2 separate regions of the Capra hircus genome follow, and region 1 is linked to region 2. A link is a contact called in public Hi-C data. All regions are on one chromosome and are shown on one strand. The core of a region is the stretch at or near the end of the contact, and the rest is flanking DNA. Distances in the headings are between cores, read along the strand shown.

Region 1 (5,464 bases), core at 644-3,143, 130 kb before region 2:
ACACACAAAAGTATACATTTTGCATACTTTCAGAAGGTTCCTGACCTCTGCTCCCTCAAAGAACACCTTCCCTGGGGGAAATTCTTTAACCAGTCAACAGGCAGCAGAGAAGAGACTGGGGCTGCGAAGAGGCAAGATCACCAAAGAGAAATTTTACTAGATTCATTCTGAGACATCATACTCAAGGCCCTCACCTGAGTGAAAGAGGTTTTGGAATCAGAAAGCCTTGGTTCAAATCTGTGCTCTCTTCCCATCGCCCCTTCCTCTAAGGCAAATCATTAATCATCACATTTTTTTTTCTGTAAAATGGAATCTTATCAGACTTCTCAGGGTTATTGTATGAGCAAAAGAGAGATAATGTATAGGAAGGCATGCTTTTAGGTCTCCAACAAGCACGAGGTAGAATGAGGATTAATGAATGTGACTTTCCCTTTGCTTCATCTTCAGGCTGACTACCTGGCTGATCAGCTCCCAGCTCCACTGTCACCTCCTTTGAGAAGCCTCGGGAACAACTAGATCTGTGGTCTTCCCCTCCCCACACTCTCAATTCCATCACCCTACTGTATTTTAGTCAGGAGGCTTCTTGCACGTGCAATGGCTTCATTTTTCACTTGCTTATTGATGACTGACTGTCCCTTTCGCCCCATTATACTAAAAGCTTCTGGAGGGCAGAGTCCTTGTATTTCTCTGGGCTCTAACAGCTCATGAGACATGTGCTGTGCCCTGCTTAGTTGCTCAGTCGTGTCTGACTTTTTGCAACCCCACAGACTATATAGCCCGCCAGGCTCCTCTGTCCACGGGATTCTCCAGGCAAGAATACTGGAGTGGGTTGCCATTTCCTTCTCCTCATGAGACATGGTGGACACTCAAATTTGGTGAGCCAGGAGAGCTGTGGTTTAGCGTTCAAAATCAGGAGGCAGACTACAGGGATTTGAATTCCAGCCTTTCAATTTGTTGTTGGGTGACATTAGGTACGTTCTTTAAATTCTCTGTGCCTTTCACCCTACATAAAATGGTGGACTTTTATGGAGTTGCAGAGAGTCAGAAAGGGCTGAGCCACTGAGCGAGAACACACACACACACACCCCCCCGACCACATGACCTGTTGTGATAGTCCCATGGGGTCACACACACACAAACACCACATGACCTGTAAGTGTATCAGATGCGCTCTGCTGCTTCAGGTTGGACAGAAAAAGACTTATTCTTTTGGTAAAACACACACACACACACACACACACACACACACACACACACCCCCCGACCACGTGACCTGTTGTGATAGTTCCATGGGGACACACACACCCACACACCCACACCCACACACACACACACACACACCCCGACCACGTGACCTGTTGGGATAGTTCCATGGGGTCACACACACACACACACACACACACACCCCACGTGACCTGTAAGTGTATCAGATGCGCTCTGCTGCTTCAGGTTGAACAGAAAAGACTTATTCTTTTGGTAAAACTGGCTGCTTCGCTCCACCTCACTGCGTTACCACCTGGCTCGCCACCATTTAGCGGAAGGGGAGGTGCGGGCCCTAGTTCCGATCGAGTCCCGGGTCACCCACAGGTGGCACTGCTCGGGGCTCTCCCGGGCCAGGGGTGTCCGTGTCCTCGCGGGGCGGTTGAGGGGGGCAGGAAGGAGGAGGTTCTTGCGTCCAGGAAACACCAGGGACGTTCCCGCGACTTCCCCGAAACTTCCGCTGGGTCCCGGGAGTCGGAACGCGTAAGCGACCCACTCCCACCTTCAGTCTCAGCACCGCAGCAGAGCGGTGGGAACAGGTCGCCGCCGGCCTCCGGCAGCTGGAGGCGGAGCCCTCGCGGGCCGGGCGGTCGCCGGGCCGGCCGGGGCGGGGAGAGCCGAGGAGGGGCGGGGCTCCAGGCACAGGACTCCGAGGCTCGGGCGGACTTCAGTGTCCCGGGCTCCGCGAAGCCGGTGCGCTCCAGCCAGGTAAGGGCGCTGCGGGCAGGCGAGGGCGGCCCCGGGCCTGCGCCACTCGGGGCGGGGAAGGGTGGGTGGGGATGTTTGCGGCGAGAGCAGGGTTCCAGCAGCCCAGAGGCTGACTGTCGTGGAACCAGGAAGGATTTTCTCTACCCCGCGCGGCCGTGAGCCCGAGCGCGCCTCCCCAGGTGAGGAACCCCGTCCCCTGCGGGCTACGGAGGGACAGGTGCGCGTCCCGGCGTAGCCGCGCCTTCCGGCGGCCGCAGCCTCTCCGTCCCCCGGGCTCCGGCGCTGGCTTCTCCCGAGGAGCGCCCGCCCTTCTCCTTGAGTCTCGGGACAGAGGCCGCCCTGCCCCAAATTCAGCGTTGGGTTCACTTCCCAGCCGCGCCGCGGACTTCATTCCTCCTCTCTGCTTGGGCAGCAGCCAAGTCTTGATGCGAGAGTTGGCAGAATCGACAGGCTTTCCACGGTTGCATGTGTCTGAGTGCCTGTCCCCACCAGCCTTACATTTTTTTTTTTTTCAGCCTTACATTTTTAAATCTGGGAAACTGTGTTTGAATCTTGATAGGGAGTCGGTGCATACATCTGTTGGGAAAACTAGGGCCTTGACTCCGGGGTGTGCGCTTTCCTTCGGATCCTAAATTTCCTTTTGGTTTGATTTTGTTTTTTTTTCCTCCATGGAAGAAGAACAAGTTGCTGTGTATCAGATTCGGAAACAGTCTCATCTGTTGCCATTCTTTGGAAACTGGAAGACTTGATTAGAAGGGTAGGTCTCAGTGTTAAGTTAGAACAACAGGATGACTGGTGGCTAAGTGGGTTTGAAGCTTATCCAGAATAGTTAAGTGTTCTGAGCATATACCCTGTGTTTTTCCAGTGAATGCCCATTTTTTTCCTCTTAGGAAATTCTGAGAATTCACTTTTTTTTTCCTAGATAATTCTTCCCTAAAGAGCTAGAAAGGAGGAAACACTCCAACAAACCAGTAGGTTTCCCAAGTAAGTTTAGGATTTAACAGGTGGGTTTGTGATACTGGTAGGTTAGTTGTTGAGAATTGCATGGAGTGTCATGATTTACATGGAGAATAGAAAATGTGTATAACAGTCTCCTTAAGTATTTGAATTTTTTTGTTTGTTTGTTTAGGTACATTTTCATTGTTTAGGGAAAAACCATACTTTCCCAATACTCCAGTTAATCTGATCAGTATATTCTTTTGTCAGTTCTAGGTGCTTACTGCATTTGTGTTAATGATCTTGATTCTTCCCAGAGGGTGTGTACATTTTGGTTTGTAGAACTGTATAGGGCAAGTGTTGCAAATACATGGGAATCAGTGTTGTTTGACTGGCAAACCTCTAGTTTGCCACACACAGGTTCTTGAACTAGAATTTTGACATCTTCCCAAATAGAAAAAAAAAAAAGAATATTAATGTATGCCCTAGCACTGTCAACCTGTTCCTTGCTTATTGTGTATCAAAATAGTCATCATATTTTGTCAGCAGCTAGTCACTCAAGGGCAGAGTCTATGTTTTATCAAATCATAGTGAATCTCAAGAAAAAGGCTATCTTTGTTTCCTAAGCTGACCCTGGACAGGATGGCTGGTGGCATTGTGGCTGTGTCTGGCCACATTTTGCTTGAGGAAGAATTGCTGGTAGAGACCTTCCTCTGTGTGTACAGAGCGCTGGCAGCCTGAGCCTTGCGCTCCAGGCATATCTCTACCTACAGGTTCCTCCAGGTTGACCTGGTTGGTGCCTCCCTTCCCCACCCCAGCTCTTCCAGCTCCTTGGCTTCCATCCCACTGCACTGCTCCCTGGGATTCCACCCCTGGAGAGAATCATTTTCTTGTTCAGGGCAGGGATAGTCCACGTAGTTGACAGGGCTGTTGACTCCCAGCTTGGTGCATAGATGCTGTTGATGATGGGGCTGCCCGTTTCAGAGCCCTTACTGTGTTCTTTTTCCAGTGTACTCAGGCAAAGTGGGGCAACTGACGTTGAACTCAGATCAATCGCTGTGAAGGCTAGCTGCCTTGGTTGGATTAACTGGAGTCTGCTAGAAAGGAGTGCAATTGGTCCATGGTCCCTGGCAGTTCTAAAATTATCCCGTCCCAGGAGATTATGCCATGAGACTAGCTTTGTTGAAAAGAACCCCAGAGGAGAAAGGCATAGCAGTTGTCTTCACCTACAAGCATGCCTCCACCCAGGCTTGCCTTTGCACCTCTGCTCTGGCTCAGCCAGTCCTTCTTGGTTTGGATTATAACTATTAACTTTCCCACTAAGTCTGACTGTTCAGAGCTCAGATGACCACAGCTGCATGGTCTAGATGTAGAAATGATATTTTCTTTTGTTTAGGTGAAACAAGGCTGGAATTTTCCCAAACATTGTTATTAGGGAAACAGAGCAAAAGCAAATAATAAAAGGGCACAGAAGCCACTATGCTTTTTGTTTTGTTATATTCTTCTCTTTCTTTTCAGTTTTAGTTTTAAACTTTTAATCCAAGTTACATTTTTCCCTCTCCAGAAATAAACACTTGTGATTCCATGAGTTGGTTATATTGATATTTATTCCTTGTAGGCGATACGTGTTGCATTTTTCAGTTTGAAGGTTTATCTGTTCACTTCCCGCTGTGGAAGATGATGATTTGGTTCTCTTTTTCCCTCTGACCTCCCATCTAAGTACAGCTTCCTTATTTTCCTATCCTTGCAATAGTTAAACAGTAATTAGATCAATATTCATAGCCAAGCCAAGTACAGCTTCTTTTCTTCGGAGTCAGTAATTGCTTTGTTTGTTCACTGATTTAGCTTTTTAAGTACTCATCATTAATTTTACCCAAAGCTTTTGAATAATTTTCAAATTCTTCCCTTGGAAGCATCAGGTATTCTGTCAATTGCATTCTTGCTGTAGTCTGGACTGGCTGCCTTCGACATATGGGCACAGATGTCACCCTGAGGACCTCCCTTTGTCATCGTCCTGGGAATCCCCATCATTTCTCTCCTGTATCAGTTCTCCTGTTACCTGTGGCACATGCCTTTATCTTTGTAGACTCCTTTGTTTTGGTATAGTCCATCCTCTAAGTTTCCTGCTGAAGGCTGCATAAGATGTATATTTTTTTAAATTTAGTTTATTGATTTGTGTTTTGTCTATTCATTTTATAGCAAGTGTTGAAAATATGTTTACCACTGCCAATTGATTGTTTATCTGACTGCAGAGTTATAGGATGGAAGATTTGAAGGCATTGTCTCATCATCCCCTTCTGGATTGTGGTGTTGCTATTGAGAAATTCAGATTCCTTAATTGTTAAGAAATCTTAACAATTAACAATTGTAAAATTTTTCTGACACCTTAATTTTGTCTGTAACCTTTCTACACACCTGCTATTTGTGGAAGGAAGTTTATAGAATTCCTTTCTGGAAGTTTATAGAATTTTCTCTTGGCCTCCATAATCCTGAAATTTTCATGTGTGCTACGATATGGGTCTGTTTTCATCCATTGTTCTGGGTTCTTCCGGTCCAGAAA
Region 2 (5,345 bases), core at 1,628-4,127:
AGAACAGGATTTGTGCTGTGAATTCCTTTTCTTTCCTTATTTTCTTTATCCCTTCCTAGGAGCTTGAATATACTAAGTGAGGAAAGGACCTCTTTTTTTTCCCTCTGAGTTTCTTACATCTAATTTCTCTTGAAAGCCACAGTCTAGTTTTACTGACTACTTGCATGTGAATGTGAGACTAAACCTCCATTGTTTACTCTTGCTGTGAGAATATGGGCTTGGATCTTCTCATTAGTTGCTGCTGCTGCTGCTGCGAAGTCGCTTCAGTTGTGTCCCGACTCTGTGCGACCCCAGATGGCAGCACACCAGGCTCGCCTATCCCTGGGATTCTCCAGGCAAGAACACTGGAGTGGGTTGCCATTTCCTTCTCCAATGCATGAAAGTGAAAAGTAAAAGTGAAGTCGCTCAATTGTGTCCGACTCTTAGTGACCCCATGGACTGGAGCCCACCAGGCTCCTCCATCCATGGGATTTGCCAGACAAGAGTACTGGAGTAGGTGGCCATTGCCTTCTCCAATTAGTTAAGAGAATATTTTTCAGTCTTTCAGATCCTGCTGGTTTATAATGCATAATGAGAGCTCCAGTTACTGTTCTTAAGACTGTTTTTAAGAAGATAGATATTTTCTCTATCAATGAGAAAGCTTTAGGGACAGGCAGAATCCAATCTGTTCTCCTTTTTTTTTTTTTTTAATGTAAACCATTTTAAAAGTCTTTAGTAAATTCGTTAACAATGTTGTTTCTGTTTTATGTTTCTTTTTTTTTTTTTTTTTTTGGTTGCAAGGCACGTAGGATCTTAGCTCCCCAATCAAGGATCAAACCCACACCTCCTGCATTGAGAGGTGAAGTCTCAACCAGTGGACAGATGGGGAAGTCCCCTCCTCCTTTATTTCATTTTTCAATTGCTTTCAGAAATTGATCAGAACTATAGCTTTGTTGAATGTGGTCCCAGTTCATAAAGTGGGGTCCACAGAAATGAGATCTTAATACCCACAATTCTGAGGCCTGGTTAATCATTTCAGGCTCCAAATAAAATAAGTTACCGGCTTGTATTGAGATTAGAATTTGTGTTTGGCTGCTACAACTGCTTAAAAGAATCTTGACAAAAAAAGATCTTATATTTTTTTTCTTTGTATTTTTCTCTTCCTCAGTCAGGAAAGGCCTTTGTATTGGCCAGTCTCGTGGTGTTTGCTGGGCCAAAAGCAGGTGCTCATCCTCTTATAAAAGCCTGAAACAGTGATAAAAAATTTCATGTGTTTAGAGGGGCCAAGCTAAGTTTTGTAATATTGGAACCCTCAGGAAATATGACTGGTGGAGGGTTCTGCCCACAAAAGGCCATCTAAAACAAAACAACGGAGAACAAAAACTCAAGTGTAGAGCTGACAATTTGAGGGACTTATCTAGCAGTTCAGTGGTTAAGGTTCCATGCTTCCTACACGGGGAGGGGTGTGGGGGCGGTGGGAGGTGTGGGCATGGATTCCTGGTCGGGAATTAAGATTCCACATGTCACACGGCCAAAAAAATAAATAAACCAGACAATTTGAGTTGATCTTCTTTGGCCAACTTGCTCATAGTCCCATGGAGAGATTGAGCTGCAGAAAGCAAGGAAAGGGGTATACTTCTGAGTATGAAGTGGGAGATGGCAGTATCCATCTTTCCTTAGGAAAAATTTCCTAAGGGTTAAAAGGGGCGCTGATATGCAGGGGCTTAGCACAGAGCAGGGAGGGCAGGCGCCACTGCTTGGCTGTGGCAGAATTCCTACAGGAATTCTGAGGAGGCTACCTGAGGAGGCTACCAGGGGTTAGGACTGTGGTAGAAGCAGTACGTCTGGAAGACCCAGGAGGCCTCCTCTTCTGTTTTGCTCCGTTTCTTTCAACACTTGGGACCTTTGTGAAGTTCACTAGGGGAGTCTTCATGATGAGTTGAGATGAAATCTACTGCCTGTTGGTGGGATGGAGGCTTGGGGTTAGATTTAATTTGAATTAAAGACAATATTGTAGTGACATTTCCTGCATATTTGAGTCTGTGGGGTAAAATTCATTCTTGCTGTTATTATAATAGTGAAAAATTAGAAATGATTTTTATGTTAACTAATAAAGAAGAGCTTAAATAAATTATGGCACATCCAGAATGTGAACTATATTGCTTTGCAAAGATGTGTGTGATACACTGTTAAGTGAAAAAATCCAGGTTCTGATACAGCAAGTATAGTTTGATCTCACTTTAATAATGAAAATGAGAATGTTAGCATACATATGGGTCTTTATAAACATATGGGTAGAAAAAGTCCACAAGTATGTACATCCAAATGTTACTCGTGGTTTTCTGTTTTATAGAGAATATGCATGATATCTTGTTCTTATTTATTGTTTGTCAATGGTGAGCAGTATTGCCTTGCTAATTCTAAAAAAAAAAAGAGAACAATTAAAATACCTCAGGTCTTAAACATATCTTTTTCTGTTCAGATGGTATTGCAGAAATATGAATAGGAGCAAAGCCGAGCAACTCCTTAGAAGTGAGGTAAGTGTTTGTACTTGTTTTGTGGGTTTGGTTCCAGCACAGAATCAATTGAAATGAATTCCTGATTAGTAATTCCACCTACCTCTGTGACCAAAGCCTAAAAAAATACCATGATGTAAGTACAAAATTTTTTTTTAAGTCATTTAAAAGTGAAGGCTGCTATATTTGTTTCCTGGGGCTACTGTAGACAAAGTACCACACACTGAGTGCTGTGCTAAAGTACCACAAGCAGGAGTTTGTTGTTTCACGGATCCGGATCCGAAGGTTAGAAACCTGAAATCCAGCTGTCAGTAGGCGGGGCTCCTCTCGGGGGCTGTGAGGGAGGGATCTGAATGAGGCCTCTCTCCCTTTCTCCCTGTGGTTCTTCCCTCTGTGTATATCTGGCTCTACATCCAGATTTCCCCTTTATAAGGACTCCAGCCACATAGAAATAGGGCTCCCCGCCCCATGGTCTCATTTTCTCTTGATTGCCTCTGTAAATCTCCACAGAAGGTCACATTCTGAAGTACCAGGGATCAGAACTCCAGTGTGTGTTTTTCAAGGGGGGAAAAAACTCACTATTGTTCAGTCGCCCAGTCGTGTCTGACTTTTTGCTACCCCATGGACTGCAGCAGGCCAGGCTTCCCTGTCCTTCACTATCTCCAGGAGTTTGCTCAAACTCCTGTCAACAGATTTATAACAGTGGATAATAGCTATACATGGCCAACATTTTCTTCACTGTTTCTTACTGATTTATCATTTGCTACCTTAATGTTAGTACTTATATGTATTTTTCTTCTTTGCCTCAAGTTGTTTTAAAACCGTTTTAACATCAGTCTTACATGCTATCTTTTATAAATTAAGTGTTAACACAGTATTTAGTTGCCGTTAGAAATGTGCTAAAATTCTTGCACTTTAGAAAGAATTACAGTGGCAAGATGAAATCTAGTCTAGAGGAAGCTAAGTGGACTGAATAAGGAGACCCATCCAAGTCTAGCTGTGACTTTTCTAGTCTGTTTTTTACATCTGTAAGGCAGAGATGTTGTATTAAAAGATGGCCTCTACAGTTCTCTGAATTTATGACCTAGTTATTCTATTTAGTAATAGTTCTTTTAAACCTGTGCTTTCTCATTTTATCTCCTGCTTAATATCCCTAGTTGAGGTTTGGTTGGGTTGGGTGCTTATTGCTTATTTCTTGTAGTTTATGTTGAGAGAGCAGTACATGCATGCATGCTAAGTTGCTTCAGTTGTGTCTGACTCTTTGTGACCCTATGAACTGTAGCCTGCCAGGCTCCTCTGTCCATGGGATTCTCCAGGCAAGAACACTGGAGTGGGTTGCCATTTCCTCCTCCAGGGGATCCTCCGGACCCAGGGATTGAACCCATGTCTTTTACATCTCCTGCATTGGCAGGCAGGTTCTTTGCCACCAGTGCCACCTGGAAAGCCCATACTGGAAGAGAGCAATAGCAGGTGATCATGCTTGATTCAGAGATCAAATTGCCAACATCCATTGGATCATCGAAAAAGCAGAGAGTTCCAAAAAAACACCTACTTCTGCTTTATTGACTACGCCAAAGCCTTTGACAGTGTGGATCACAAAAAACTGGAACATTCTTTAAGAGATGGGAATACCAGACCACTTTACCTGCCTCTTGAGAAATCTGTATGCAGGTCAAAAAGCAACAGTTAGAACCAGACATGGAACAACAGACTGGTTCCAAATTGGGAAAGGAGTATGTCAAAGCTGTATATTGTCACCTTGCTTGTTTAACTTATATGCAGAGTACATCATGCAGACTGGTTGAAGGACAAGCTGAAATCAAGATTGCTGGGAGAAATATCAATAACCTCATATACGCAGATGATGCCACCCTTATGGCAGATAGCAAAGAGGAACTAAAGAGCCTTTTGATGAAAGTGAAAGAGGAGAGGGAAGAAGTTGGCTTAAAGTCCCACATTCAGAATACTAAGATCATGGCATCTGGTCCCATCACTTCATGGTAAATAGATGGAGAAACAATGGAAACAGTGACAGACTTTATTTTCTTGGGCTCCAAATCACTGCAGATGGTGACTGCACGCATGAAATTAAAAGGCTCCTTGGAAGAAAAGCTATGACCAACCTAGATAGCATATTAAAAAGCAGAGACATTACTTTGCCGACAAAGATCCGTCTAGTCAAAACTATGGTTTTTTATTAGTCATGCATGGCTATGAGAGTTGGACTCTAAAGAAAGCTGAGCACCGAAGAATTGATGCTTTTGAACTGTGGTGTTGGAGAAGACTCGAGAGTCCCTTGGTTTGCAAGGAGATCCTAAAGGAAATCAGTCCTGAATATTCATTGGAAGGACTGATGCTGAAGCTGAAACTCTAATACTTTGGCCACTTGATGCAAAGAACTGACTCATTGGAAAAGATCCTGATGCTGGGAAAGATCGAAGTCAGGAGGAGAAAGGGACAACAGAGGATGGGATGGTTGGATGGCATTTCTGACTCTATTGACATGAGTTTGAGCAAGCTCTGGGAGTTGGTGATGGACAGGGAATTCTGGCATGCTGCCGTCTATGCAGTTGCAAAGAGTCAGACACACCTGAGTGCCTGAACTGAACTCGACTGATGCTTGATTCATATGACATGTCACCTCTCTTCCCATTCTGTGGGTGGCTCCACAGTGAAAGGCCGCTGTAGGGCAGTGGGTACCTAGAAGGCTTAGGGTCTAAATCCTGGCCCTGCTGTTTACTATCCATTTGACCTGGGGCAAATTTCCAACCTTTCTGTGCTTCATTTCCTCACCTGTAAACAGGTAAGGGGATAATAGTACCCACCTCCAAAGACTGTTTGGAGGACTGA

Evidence for each region. Hi-C and Micro-C count contacts between places; a contact is called where the count stands out from the background.
Region 1: a Hi-C map of blood shows a contact between it and region 2, with 2.0 times the contacts expected there. The contact joins the promoter of TEC here to the enhancer-like site in region 2. A contact is called at or near these places in 3 of 5 Hi-C or Micro-C datasets (all in blood).

Annotation. Positions count from the first base shown.
Region 1 is chr6:67,523,994-67,529,457 of ARS1.2, reverse strand. TEC (tyrosine-protein kinase Tec) reads left to right here and starts at 1,893. Exons shown (of 18, transcript XM_018049428.1): 1 at 1,893-1,968.
Region 2 is chr6:67,391,578-67,396,922 of ARS1.2, reverse strand. It overlaps TEC (tyrosine-protein kinase Tec), which reads left to right. Exons shown (of 18, transcript XM_018049428.1): 9 at 2,462-2,516. Among named protein-coding and RNA genes, the nearest start is that of TXK, 24 kb to the right of the region's middle. Within about 2 kb of position 2,877, at least 1 of the 5 cell types and tissues checked has an H3K27ac peak or open chromatin away from gene starts, as enhancers often do.